Regions from separate parts of the Mus musculus genome. Here regions 1 and 2 are each linked to region 3. The links are chromatin contacts, called in public HiChIP or PLAC-seq maps. All regions are on one chromosome and are shown on one strand. Each heading gives the region's core, a stretch centred on a gene start, on an enhancer-like site or on the middle of the called end of the contact. The rest is flanking DNA. Distances are from core to core; before and after follow the strand shown. Region 1 holds the start of Ddx39a (DEAD box helicase 39a). Region 2 holds the start of Adgrl1 (adhesion G protein-coupled receptor L1). Region 3 has its middle 50 kb from the start of Gm51542.

Region 1 (3,929 bases), core at 61-2,560, 100 kb after region 3:
GACAGATCTCTAGTTCCAGGCTAGCCTGGGCTACACAGTGAGATCTTGTTTCAACAACAACCAAAAAACTTTTAAGTTCTAAGACTGGCTAGGCAAGGTGGCCAATGTGGCTTAAGAATTAATGATGCTTTCACACGACCTGAGTTAGGTTTCTCAGTTTACATCCTTCTAACTCCAGGGTCAGTACTTCCGGCCTCCTAGAGCACCTGCACACAGGTAGTCATTCAAATATTTACACCTAAATAAAAAACTTCAAGAACAACCTCGATTTCAGGAGAACCTATCTTCTGGCCTCTCATATGTGTACTCTGTCTTTAGGCAGTACTGCTTTAAAAACATTTATTGTGCTGGTGAAAGGATAAATGTGAAGCCGGGCTTAGTGGGACACGCCTTTAATACCAGACCTCCGGGGACTGAGCCAAGTGGACCTCAGTGAGTTCGAGCCCGACCTGGTCTTCAGAGAGAGAGTTCAAGGACGACCAGGATTATGTAAAGAGATCCTGTCTCAAGAATCTAGGCACACAAAAGGTTCCGGGAACTAGTTGAGGCGCAACTCGGAGCGTATGGCCCCCCACCCCCAATACGTCAGGCCTTGCTTCAACCAGGAAAATGAAACAAGTGAACCCAGACTGTCACAGACCTAAAGTTTCAACTATAGGTCCAGGCAGACCAGAGGCAACGGGCTGAACCGGCCTCACACCGGGAAAGCGACGCCGAGTGAATGGCCACGTTCCTAAGAGGCGCGACACTGGCCTTCCGCATCAGAGTCTGGAGAAGAATCTCCTGGGCGAGCGGCGGAACAAGACGGGAAGCCGGTGACTGCAGACTCGGGACGTCTGCCCAGATAGCCTGAGTCCTCTCGCCGTGACCGAAAACGCAGTGTGGATCCGCCCGGTCCCTCAATCCCACCACGGTACACATGGGGCCTCCGAGAGCCGCCATTCCCATCACCGTCCCCGGAAGCCGACCTACTAACGGCTGGCCCGCCCCTGGCGCATGCTCAATGGAGCCCAACGGCCGCCGGCTCGAGGTGCCTAACCGTCCCGCTGCTGTGCGCCCACTCCTCCCGCTGCACCGCGCCCCGCAGCTTCCCTTTCGGCGAACCCACAGCCCCGCACCGCGGCCCCGGCCTCGGGACCCGCCACTTACCTGCCGCCCGGTTCGCCTCCGCGAGCTGCAAAGAGAGCCACCCGTCCGGTTCTACGCCGCGACCCTGGACGCGCGCTACAGTGCTTCCTGCCTGGAGCCCAACTCGAGTCTCGCTCACTGGATAGCTGGCTTATCACTCAACAGAGGAAAGGATGATGGTTGGTTTATAAGGACGCTGTCGACCGGCTATTGGGCGTACCTAGACTCAGGTTCATTGGGCAGTCGTAAAGTAGGCGTGTCCAAAGGGGGAGTGGGCTAAGCGGCGGTTCCCGCCCAGTCACGTGAGATGAGTTAAGGGCCACAGTGGATACTGCCACTTTTAGCTGGCATCCGCACGTTAATTGCGCGTGTATGTGCCCCAGCTTTTTAAAGTGTCCTTGCCTGCCTAGCTTAGAAGCCCTGACTCTTTTGTTTGGTTGTATCATTTCGAGACAGGGTTTCTCTGGGTAGCCCTGCTGTCATGGAACAACTCCATCTGTGACCAGGCTGTCCTCAAGAGATCTGCCTGCCTCTTCCTCCATGTGATTGAAGGTGTGAGTGCTGTGATTAAAAGCGTCCACCACCACGCCCAGCCCCCCTTTTTAAAAAGATTTATTTATTTTTGGTTTTCGAGACAGGGTTTCTCTGTGAAGCCCTAGCTGTCCTGGAACTCACTCTGTAGACCAGGCTGGCCTCGAACTCAGAAATCCGTCTGCCTCTGCCTCCCAAGTGCTGGGATTAAAGGCGTACACCACCAGGCCTGGCAAGATTTATTTATTATTACATCTTAGTACACTGTAGCTGTTCAGACAGCACCAGAAGAGGGCGTCAGATCTCATTACAGATGGTTGAGTCATGATGTGGTTGCTGGGATTTGAACTCAGGACCTGTGAAAGAACAGTCAGCGTTCTTAACCGCTGAGCCATCTCTCCAGCCCTTGTTTTTCTTACCCCTACATTGTACCACCACCAAAACAAAAATCCCAGGCCGTAAACTGAGCTCATAGTTCCAGAAAGCCAGCTCTTTGGGGATTGCAGAAGAAAAGCAGCTGCCTGACCCCAGATATCTGGTGATAGAAAAAGACCTTGTCTAAGGAAAACAGCTAACCCCCATTCTGCCCCTATGAAACCTTCTTCTCCCTTCCCCATCCTTAGCTATAAAATCCCCAGCCTGAAACACAATCTACATTGTCTAGATCATGGTACTGAGAGGCTACCTGCCAGATAAATAAACTCTAGATGTTAATGCTGTCTACACTCATCCTTTCTTTCCACAAACATAATTCTTTCTCTCTCTCTCTCTCTCTCTCTCTCTCTCTCTCTCTCTCTCTCTCTCAAAACAAAACAAAACAAAACAAACAAACAAACAAACAAACAAACAAAAACCAGTCAGAGTGGCACAGAACTTTAGTCCCAGTTCTCTAGAAGCAGAGAACTCTGCTTTCAACTAGCCTGGTCTACATAGGATAGTTAGAGGCAGGCAGAATTCTTTGAGTCCAAGGCCAGCCTTGTCTATACAGTAAAGTCCAGGATAGCCAGGGCTACAAAGAGAGACTCTGTTTCAAAACACAAACACAAAATGAACAAACAAACTGCCCACACATCTAGATTCCATCCCTGCAGAGCTGAAACCACTCTTAGTTATGACCATGGCAACTCATAAAAGAAAGCATCTAGTTGGGGGCTTGCTCACATTTCCAGAGACTCAGTCCCTTATCATCATGTGGGGAGCATGGTGGGACGAGTGGGAATGTCTTACTTTGTACACTGCTCTGTTGGCGTGTTTGTATCTGTGCAATGGAGATCAGCGAGCCCTGAAGAGCACACGCATGTCATTAAGGCTGGGCAGCAGCACCATCTCACTAGCCCTTTATTTTTATCTTTTGTTTATTGAGACAAGGTCTCACCACATAGCTCTGTCTGGCTTGGAAATCATGTAGATCAGGCTGACCTTAAACTCATATATACACCTGCCCCTGCCTTCCAAGTGCTGAAGTTAAAGGTATGTGCTACCTTACCCAACATACTTTATTTTATATCACTCAATTGCCAAGGCTACGCTGAAGTCACCATCTTCCTACCTCAGTCCTTCAGGTGCTGGGATGACAAGTGTCCCTTGCCCAGCTAGCTAGCTTTGTAATTAGCAGGGTCTCAGTGTTTCTAGTTTCCTTATTTGGTGTACTGAGGGTGGACTCAGGGCTGCCTGTGTGCCAGGCAAGCCCTCTGCCACTATCTACAGCTCCAGGCTTTGTTTTGGTATCATTTGTTTTAGGAGTTTGCTTTTTAGCCTTTTAAAAATATTATATATACGATCCTTTTGCCTGCAAGTATGCACGTGTACCACGTGTGTGCCTAGTAGCCCCAGAGGTCAGAAGATGCCATTGGATCCCCTGGAACTGGGGTTACAGACAATTGTGAGTTGTCATATGGGTACTGTAGTGGCTATTCCTGGTTGTCAACTTGACTATATTTGGAATGAACTACAATCCAGAATTGGAAGGCTCACCAGTGACCCTTATCTGGAGGCTTGGAGATAGAAGTTTCTGATCTGGATCTTGGTATGGAGATCTTGAGGCATAGTAGCTATGGACTCCAGAAGATTCAATCTCCGAGTTCAAGGTCATCTGGGATTAAAGGTGTGGTGGAACACACCTTTAATCTGGGCTACACCTTCTGCTGGAGACAATATAAGGACATTGGAAGAAAGGAGTCTTGCTCCTTTGCCTGCTTGCTGTGTGAGACTGAGTAACTGCTAGATCCTTGAACTTCCATTCACAGCTACTACTGAACCATTGTTGGGAA
Region 2 (3,873 bases), core at 1,364-3,863, 81 kb before region 3:
ATCTCTGTAATTAATGGGCAAGTCATATCTGAACGGCATGGCAGGCAAATTGCTAGTTAGGAAAATCACAGATAATTTTCTCGATATGATAATGAAGGTTGTATTCCGTCTCTTATTCTCCCTGTTTTCATCCTACTTTTAAGTAATAAATTTGGCATTAGTGGGCAGGGTGTGGGGAGGAAGGAAGTCACCTGTCCCCAAAGCTAGGACCTGTCTTAGCAGGCGTCCCCCAACACACACACCAAGGTCCCCAGTTCCTAACTGGGCAGATGAAGAAGAGGATGCCAGAGATGCTTGTGGGGACCCTCAAAGGAACACTCTGACATTCCATGATTGATGGGGTATTGCCAGGGTCTAGGGAGGGGGGAGAGCAGGGGTAGCCATCAGGCTGTGGGCCAGATAGAGTTGGGTCTGGGGTCGGATTAAAGACTCACGCCTGCCCTTGGGGTGCAGGAAAGAGAAGCAGGTACCAATGGCCTCTCTCTCAGCAGCACTGGAGGTCAACAGGCCCAGAACAGACATCCACCCTCAGGTGTCCTCCACACCTGTCCCTACACTGTCCAACTCTCTCCCCACGTTGACCCTCCCTACTCCACTGGAGGCATGAGGGTAAGCAGAGAGAGGGGGAGACAGACAGAGATAAAGAGGCTGCCAGCCATCTTGGCGGCCATCTTGAACCCCTCCCCCAACTCCCCCAAACGCACCACATGTTTGGATATGGGAAGACAGATCCGGCTCTGGGTCCCAGAGAGGCTGGGAAAGAAGGGGGCTCTCTGGTTCACATTGGGACAGGAGGGACATCCACAAAGATGCCAAAGCTGAGGAGAAGGCGGGGTGGGGAGATGAGGAAGGTACAGTAATAAGATGCTGGGCGAGGATAGGGCTGGAAGCTAACCTAGCCGAGAAGTGTACAGATTGGGATGGGTGAGCTTAGGGGCTGTTTGCCGGCGGGGTGCCATCTTCACATAGGTGCCTGGGGTGCACTGAAGTGATGCCATTTGAGGACATTTTCTGGCCACTGCATAAGTACACACTACCCTCCCACCACACACACACACACACACACACACACACACACACACACACACACACACACACACACGAACTGGACTTTCATCCCAGGACCCTCAAACGGGACGATGACAACTGAGCCACACAGCTCTATTTCAGGAACACCTGGAAGAGGAGAGAAAGCTCGTTCCGGTAGATCCAACCTGACAGCCTCCATCCGTGCTTAACAGGGTACCACTAACAGAAGATGTCTCACAACTGCACCAGGGTTGCCCAAAGCACCCCTCCGGGCTGAAACTCACTCGACACCCAGACATACCTCTCCCCATACCACCCCCAACCACCATTAGCGCCACTGCCTCCCAGAGAAAAACAAGCCATGTCGGGGGGGGGGGGGGGCTGGCCCAGCATCCTGCGGTGCCAGCCCCCCGACATGGCTTCTCTGGGGAGCCCGGGCCCGCGCGCTGCGCGCACACGCACCCTCTCCACTCACACCCAGACACCTACACAAACAGGGCGCCAAGCACCCGCGCGCACACGCACCGGGGACACGCAGGCACCGCCGCGCCGCTTCCCCACAAAGGCCGGCGCGCGCGCGGGCACACGCAGCCACGCGCGGGCACACTAGCGGTCCCCTCCCCCTGCAGGGCACCCTGCGGCCGCCCATCCGCACCCTCACCAAGCCCCCGGCGGGCGGGGGTAGGGTGCTCCCCGCCCCTCCCGCCGCGCACACCTGGCCCAGGTGCGGCGTGGCCTGAGGCTCCCGCACACTCACCTGTCCAGCGGCGCTTCGGGGTCGGCCGTGCGCGCTCCTCCGGCGGCTCCGCGAAGCCGGGCCCCCCGCCCGGCACATCTCCCGGAGCCCGGCCCAGGGGGAAGCGGGGAGGGGGTGGCTGAGCGAGGGAGGACTCCGTGTCCCTTCTTTCCTCCGGCCCAGCACCGCCGCCACCGACCAAAATTTAAAAGGGAAGGGGTGGGGGGGGGGAGTATAAAAAAAAAAAAAAAAAGGAAAGAAAAGGCGGATCGCGGCGCTCCGGAGGCGGCCCCGGCCCCGGGCGCGCGGGTCTGCGCCCCTCCCGGGGAGCGAGGCGTGGAGGCGGAGGGGCGGGGGCGGCGTCAGAGCTCGGGGGGCTGGGGCGAGGCGGAGCCCCCCGAGGCGGCGCCGGCTGCCCGCATCTCCCCCGCAGCTCCGCGGCCCCGACGGAGGCGGCACGTGTGTGCCCAGGCGACTTCCCAGCGCCCCCGGACGGCAGCGGGCGAAGGGTTAACGCGGCTGCCCGGGCGGCCGCGCAGGCCCCCGCCGCCCGGCGGCGCCGCTCCTGGGCCCGCGCGGCCCCATCCGCCGGGGCGTCTCCGGCAGACGGCGGGGCGGGGGCGTCGCAGCGCCGACTGCTCCCGCGCCGACCGCTCGCGCTGCCCGCAGGGGGCCGGAGCTACACAGCTGGAAGCAGGCGCGGCGGCGTTGCGCCCCCGGGGTGGCCGGAGCAGGGGGCGCGGGGCTGGGCCCGTGGGCACCGCAGGACTCGCGGAGCGAGCGGGCGCGGGGCACCAGCAATGACAAGCCGCCTGCTCTCGGCGCTGCCGGGCCCGCCGGCTCCGGGAGGGGGGCGGCGGACAAGCGCAAAACCTGGCCTGGACTACCCGCCGGGGACTAGTCTCCGCAGCCCTCCCGTGCGCCCCGAGGAAGGGCCCGGAAACCTGGCCTGGAGTTCCACTCGCCTCCCCCAAGGAAAAGTGGGCAGAGGGAGGCGACGCGCTAGATCCCCCTAGTTGGGCTGGGGGGGGGTGGGGTGCGACGGGCGGCAAGAAAAAACGGAACGGACTCTGCAGCCGTGCTGTGCAGAAAGGCGCCTAGCCGGTGAGGGGTAAATGGAGAGCTGTGCAAGGACTGCGCAAAACCTGGTCCGGATTTGGCAGAGAGGGTAGGGACGGGAGGGGCGCGGTGTGGGGGGGTAGGAGTGGGAGGGGAGGTAGCTGCGACAGGGCCAGATGCACTCGAGGCACGCAAATTTCGGTCCGGATTCTTCCAAGGGAGATGGAGTAATGCGTCAGGCCTGTGCGGTGGCAACAAAAAAGACCTGGACCAGAGCGTCTCCCACCCGGGATTGCAGGAGGGCCGGAGGGAGTGCTGCTTAGTGACTGACAAGAGCGTAGGCTGTCCCCCATCTTCCTAACAGCGACGTGGGGTGGGGAGGGACAAAATGAGGGCTGGACTGAGGTATGGAAGGATCCCGCGCGCTGGCTGCAACAGAGCCGGCAGGTAAAAGCAGTATCTGGATCCTGGGTGATGCGACAGGAAGGGGATGTGGTGTGGATCCCGCTACCCTGGGAGACCAGACCTACAATAAAAAAATAAATAAATAAATTAATTAAAAAAAAAAACGAGGGAGGGACGCAAAGCCAGGACTGGAGCGTAGGTAGGATGGGATGAGAACAGCCCCCCTCCCCCAAACAGAAGAGAGAGCCTTGGCAACCGGACAGGGTCCTGGAGCTGACCAGGCTGCAGGAGCGGAGGAGAGGTTAGTATCTATAAACGCCTCAAGCGTCTGGTTTTGGAGGGGGTGGGTAGGGAAGAAAAAAAAAATTGAATTTTAGGTTGATGGCGAGAGCAAAAGCCCGGTGCAGATTTCCACAACGTAAGAACTACACTGCAGGTGATGGACTCGGAGAAGTAGGGCAGCGGATCGGACTTAGATTCCTAGGCTTTGGACTTAGTGAGTGAAGCCAGAGGCTGGGTTCAGCCCCCCAGCTACAGATGAAGCCTAGGATTGCTTCTCTAGATGGGAAAGGGGGTCGACCTGGCCCAAATATCTGGAGCCAAAGCTACCACTGCCTAGACTTATAGTTTATTTGTTTTTTTGG
Region 3 (3,911 bases), core at 1,401-3,900:
CTGTGTGTCTCTGTGTGTGTGTGTGTCTGTGTGTCTGTGTGTGTGTGTGTGTGTGTGTGTGTGTGTGTGTGTGTGCAGGTCAAAGTGAAAGGCTGTAGAACTGGTTCTCCCCTTCCATCTTTCCCTGGCTTTCAAGATTTGAACTCTGGTTCCGGGAATCGAACTCAGCTTGGCAGACTTGCTCAGCATGCTGGCTCAGTGACTAACAAAAAAAAGACAATAACAAAAATTGTTTGTTTACTTTATGTGTATGTCTGACATGTATATATGTGTACCTCACACGTGCCTGGTGTCTTGGAGGCCAGGAGAAGTCATTGGATCTCCCTGGCACTGGGTTACCAGCCACTGTGAGCCACCACATGGGAGCTGGGTATTGAACCTGGGTCCTCTGGAAGAACAGCCACTGCTCCTTAACCTCTGAGAAGTTTCTTCCACTCTTGCAGTTTCTGTAAAATGGAGTTTTGTCTTACTTAACCGTCTGATAGACTAGACAGATCATTCGGTCAACATTTCCCACAGTGGGAAACCCTACACGTGGGCAGAGCTGTTGGGTTCCCCAAATATTGCTGAACACATTTGAACTCAGGAGATGTAGCCCAGAAGAAACAAACAAGCAGACACTGCTCAGGGAAAATGCTCCTCAGATGAGATGGACCCATGGCCTGTGTCCCCTAGTTCACTGTCCACCTTCCTTGCCTGCCCTCCATGGCCAGGACAAGGGGTATGGAAAAACAGACGTCAACCATTTAAAGGGGCTGGCACCACTTTCCTTCGAATGAATGTTCAAATTCAGACATTTCTCTTATTATCTTCTGCCAAGGGAAAAAATTAATAACACAGCACAGTATAAAATACTAAATTAAAGGCATTTTGGAACCAGCAATTATTTCATAAGCTTCTCCTTTATTGCCACGCTAATGTGCCTAATTGCTGTCTTAATGAGGACATTAATTTCTGGCTAATGTGATGTTATTATAGAAATTGCAGTCGATCTCTTAAAAGGGGGAAAAGTGCTAGAAAGCTGTCCCAAGAGGCAAGGGATCTGGTCACCCCAAGGTGGAGGTGCAAAGGAGAGAGGCGGAGATGGCGTAGGAATCCAGGCATGACCAAGATGCAGGAGCGAAGGAAAGAAAGGGAAGAAAGGGGCCACTGGGAGTGGGCAGCTGGGGACAGCGCTGGCAGAGCCAGCTGCTGCTATGCCTGGGGACCCAGCGAGAACAAACGGAGTGGAAGGAATCTGGAGAGCGGCGGTGAGACCTGCTGCTGGTGCATTGTGCAGTATGGACACTAGCGGCCACTCAGGGGTGGGGCTGCAGCATTGGCTATCACAACCAACGTTTGCAATAAATACCACTGTTCTCATCTGTTAGATGGAGAGATGGAGGCACAGAGAGGTTGAATAATTTATCCCAAAACACATGGGGAGTGTGTAGTGAGGGTGGGATTTGAACCCACCCCATCAAGTTTAACTGCAGAGCTGTGCAGCCTCTCGGCTGAACTCTGGCATGACAGACAGTAAGGATGGCAAGATGCGGAGGGATGAGGGCGTGGCTCATTGTCAGAGTGAGTGAAGAGTCTGTGGGATTTTCAGGTCCATTCCCAGAAGATGATGGATGGATGGATGGATGATAGATAGGTAGGTAGATAGGTAGATAGATGATAGACAGACACATTTCTAAACCAATTGGAGAAACAGTGTGAAGTACTTCTCTGAGCCAACACTGACACTCCCACAGGATGCCAAATGCTCTACCTTGGGAAGAGAGGGATGGATGTAAAGTTGCAGGTGAGCACTCCCTGACCTGAAAGGGAACACAAAGAAGGCTAAAGGCTTGGGCTGGAGATGGACTGTAGTGCTCTCTGAATAGGAATCCACTACAGGCCACATAACACAGCCACCAGAGGGAAGTGACTGGAGGTCAGAGCAGTCTCTAGGATTGGGTGGATGGTATGGCCCCTCACTGTGGGATTCTAGGCCGGAGTTCTAGCTGAGCCATGTTCCCAGCCATGCCCCCAGTCGGGAGAGTCTAGACAGGGGTTCTACTACTGAGCCACACTGCCAGCAGGCACTGAGCTGCCTCTGAGTCCCGAGTCTCTTACTGGGCATTCTAGGCAAGAGCTCTACCACTAAGCCATCTGTCCAGCCCTGATGGGATTCTTGCTAGAGGTTCTACTTCTCAGTTCTTTTCCATTTCACCTGAGACAGAGTCTCAACTCTGTAGCCCAGGCTAGCCTGCTCCTCCACCTCAGCCTCCTGTCCTAGGCCCCTTGTCGCCAGTGTTAATGACAGTAGCTGAAGCCGGGTGCAGGAGCTGGCACTGCTGCTATTTGATCTAACTATCTCCTCCTGGGGCGTGAGGCTTCACTCTGTCCCCAGCATGCTGTTCAGAGCCAGGCTGGGAAATGTGTGGGTCTCAAGGGCTCTGCCCTTAGCCCTGGATTAATATGTTGGTGAGTCTATAACTTGATGAACTGTTGGTAGGTGTTGGATGCTGGATGGCACTCTAGGCAGATGCAGTGGGATTGTTCTAGTTAGGTTCTCAGCTGCTATACTAAAACATAGACCAAAACCAACTTGGAGCCGGACACAGTGGTGCTCACCTTTAATCCCAGCACTCAGGAGTCAGAAGCAGGTGGATCTTTGTTAAGTTTCAGATCAACCTGGTTTACATAACAATTTGCAGGCCAGAGCTACATAGAGAAACACCCCACCCCCACCCCCACCCCTACCCCACCCCACCCCCGCCACTCTTCTCAAAACCAAACAGGGGCTAGAGAGATGATGCAGTCATTACAAGTACTGTCTGCTCTTCCAGATGACGCAGGTTCTATTTCCAGGACCCATAAGACAGCTCGTAACTCTCTGTAACTCCAGCTCCAAAGAGTCCTCTCTGGTCTCCTTGGACACCAGGCAGACAAGTGGTACACACAAACATGCAGACAAAACACCCATACTTACCAAATAAAGATAAAACTCTAAACAAACAAAGCAGCAGCAAAGATGCCTTGTGGAGGAGAGGGTTTACTTCATCTTGCACCTCATGGTTTGCACCTCATCATTGAGAGCGTCAGAGAAGACACTCGATGCAGGGCATGATGCAGAGGCTCCCGGGAGAGGATGCTTCCTGGCTTCCTGGCTTCCCTGGGGATGCTGGCTCCCCAAGACTTCCGCAGTGTGATTTCTTATACAACCCAGGACCAACCTGGGGTTCCAGACCAACCACCCACAGTGGGCCAGGCCCTCCCACATCAATAATTAAAAAGGAAAACACCACAGTGGGCCAGGCCCTCCCACATCAATAATTAATTAAGAAAATGCCCCACAGTCTTGCCTATAGGACAGCCTAATGGAGGCAATTCCTTAATTAAAGTTTCTTCCCAAATGACCCCAAGGTTTGTGTCAAGTTGACAAAAACCAGCACAGGACTGCTGGGGTTTGTCTTGGCGGAGTATATATAGCTTGCCTTTTGCCCCTTTGTTTCTCTGGTCACCATAAGGGAAACGGCCTCCAGCCACCGAGGCTCACTGTCCATGTCTGCTCCACCTCAGGCCCAGAACACAGAACTGTGTGACTGGCCTTAGATGAGCCAGGAGCCCATATAAGGCCTTTCCACTTTCCCTTCCTTCTGTGCATGTCCTGTAACAGTGAGAGAGGCTAAGGCAGATTTTGTGGGTGGGGTTCCTGATACTTGACAGCCTAGCCAACAGACTAAGACAAGAACTAGATAACTAATACCTGGTTTCCAACTGATGATCAGATTATATCCAGATAACACCAGTTGAAAACTGAAGATAGAAATTGAAAGTGGGTTTTATCTTCTCATTTGTTTGAGACAGTGTCTGATGCCCTGACTATCCTCAAACCTCATACAAAACCAAGGATGGCCTTGAACTTCCTATTCTCCTGCCTC

The links. HiChIP or PLAC-seq counts read pairs in DNA pulled down with a chosen protein or histone mark.
Region 1: an H3K27ac HiChIP or PLAC-seq map of embryonic stem cells shows a contact between it and region 3, with 8 read pairs. The contact joins the promoter of Ddx39a here to the enhancer-like site in region 3. A contact is called at or near these places in 3 of 39 promoter capture datasets (the SN4741 cell line, cranial neural crest and embryonic stem cells), 1 of 15 datasets of contacts at CTCF or cohesin (large pre-B cells), 4 of 115 datasets of contacts at active chromatin or transcription factors (bone marrow-derived macrophages and embryonic stem cells) and 4 of 9 other capture datasets (adipose tissue, embryonic stem cells, liver and 1 more).
Region 2: an H3K27ac HiChIP or PLAC-seq map of embryonic stem cells shows a contact between it and region 3, with 26 read pairs. The contact joins the promoter of Adgrl1 here to the enhancer-like site in region 3. A contact is called at or near these places in 10 of 39 promoter capture datasets (the 3T3-L1 cell line, 3T3-L1-derived adipocytes, the C10 cell line and 6 more), 3 of 15 datasets of contacts at CTCF or cohesin (the NIH/3T3 cell line, embryonic stem cells and pro-B cells), 21 of 484 Hi-C or Micro-C datasets (the 3T3-L1 cell line, B cells, the G1E-ER4 cell line and 10 more), 18 of 115 datasets of contacts at active chromatin or transcription factors (bone marrow-derived macrophages, craniofacial prominence, differentiating embryonic stem cells and 8 more) and 3 of 9 other capture datasets (adipose tissue, liver and pancreatic islet).

What each region holds. Positions count from the first base shown.
Region 1 is chr8:83,712,558-83,716,486 of GRCm38.p6, reverse strand. It overlaps Ddx39a (DEAD box helicase 39a), which reads right to left and starts at 1,310. Exons shown (of 11, transcript NM_197982.3): 1 at 1,150-1,310.
Region 2 is chr8:83,898,838-83,902,710 of GRCm38.p6, reverse strand. It overlaps Adgrl1 (adhesion G protein-coupled receptor L1), which reads right to left and starts at 2,613. Exons shown (of 23, transcript NM_181039.2): 1 at 1,787-2,613. It overlaps Gm26721 (predicted gene, 26721), which reads left to right and starts at 2,984. Exons shown (of 4, transcript NR_166528.1): 1 at 2,984-3,530.
Region 3 is chr8:83,818,055-83,821,965 of GRCm38.p6, reverse strand. No RefSeq gene overlaps it. Among named protein-coding and RNA genes, the nearest start is that of Gm51542, 50 kb to the right of the region's middle. Within about 2 kb of position 2,650, at least 8 of the 459 cell types and tissues checked have an H3K27ac peak or open chromatin away from gene starts, as enhancers often do. A contact at or near this core is called in differentiating embryonic stem cells and embryonic stem cells, where this site is marked.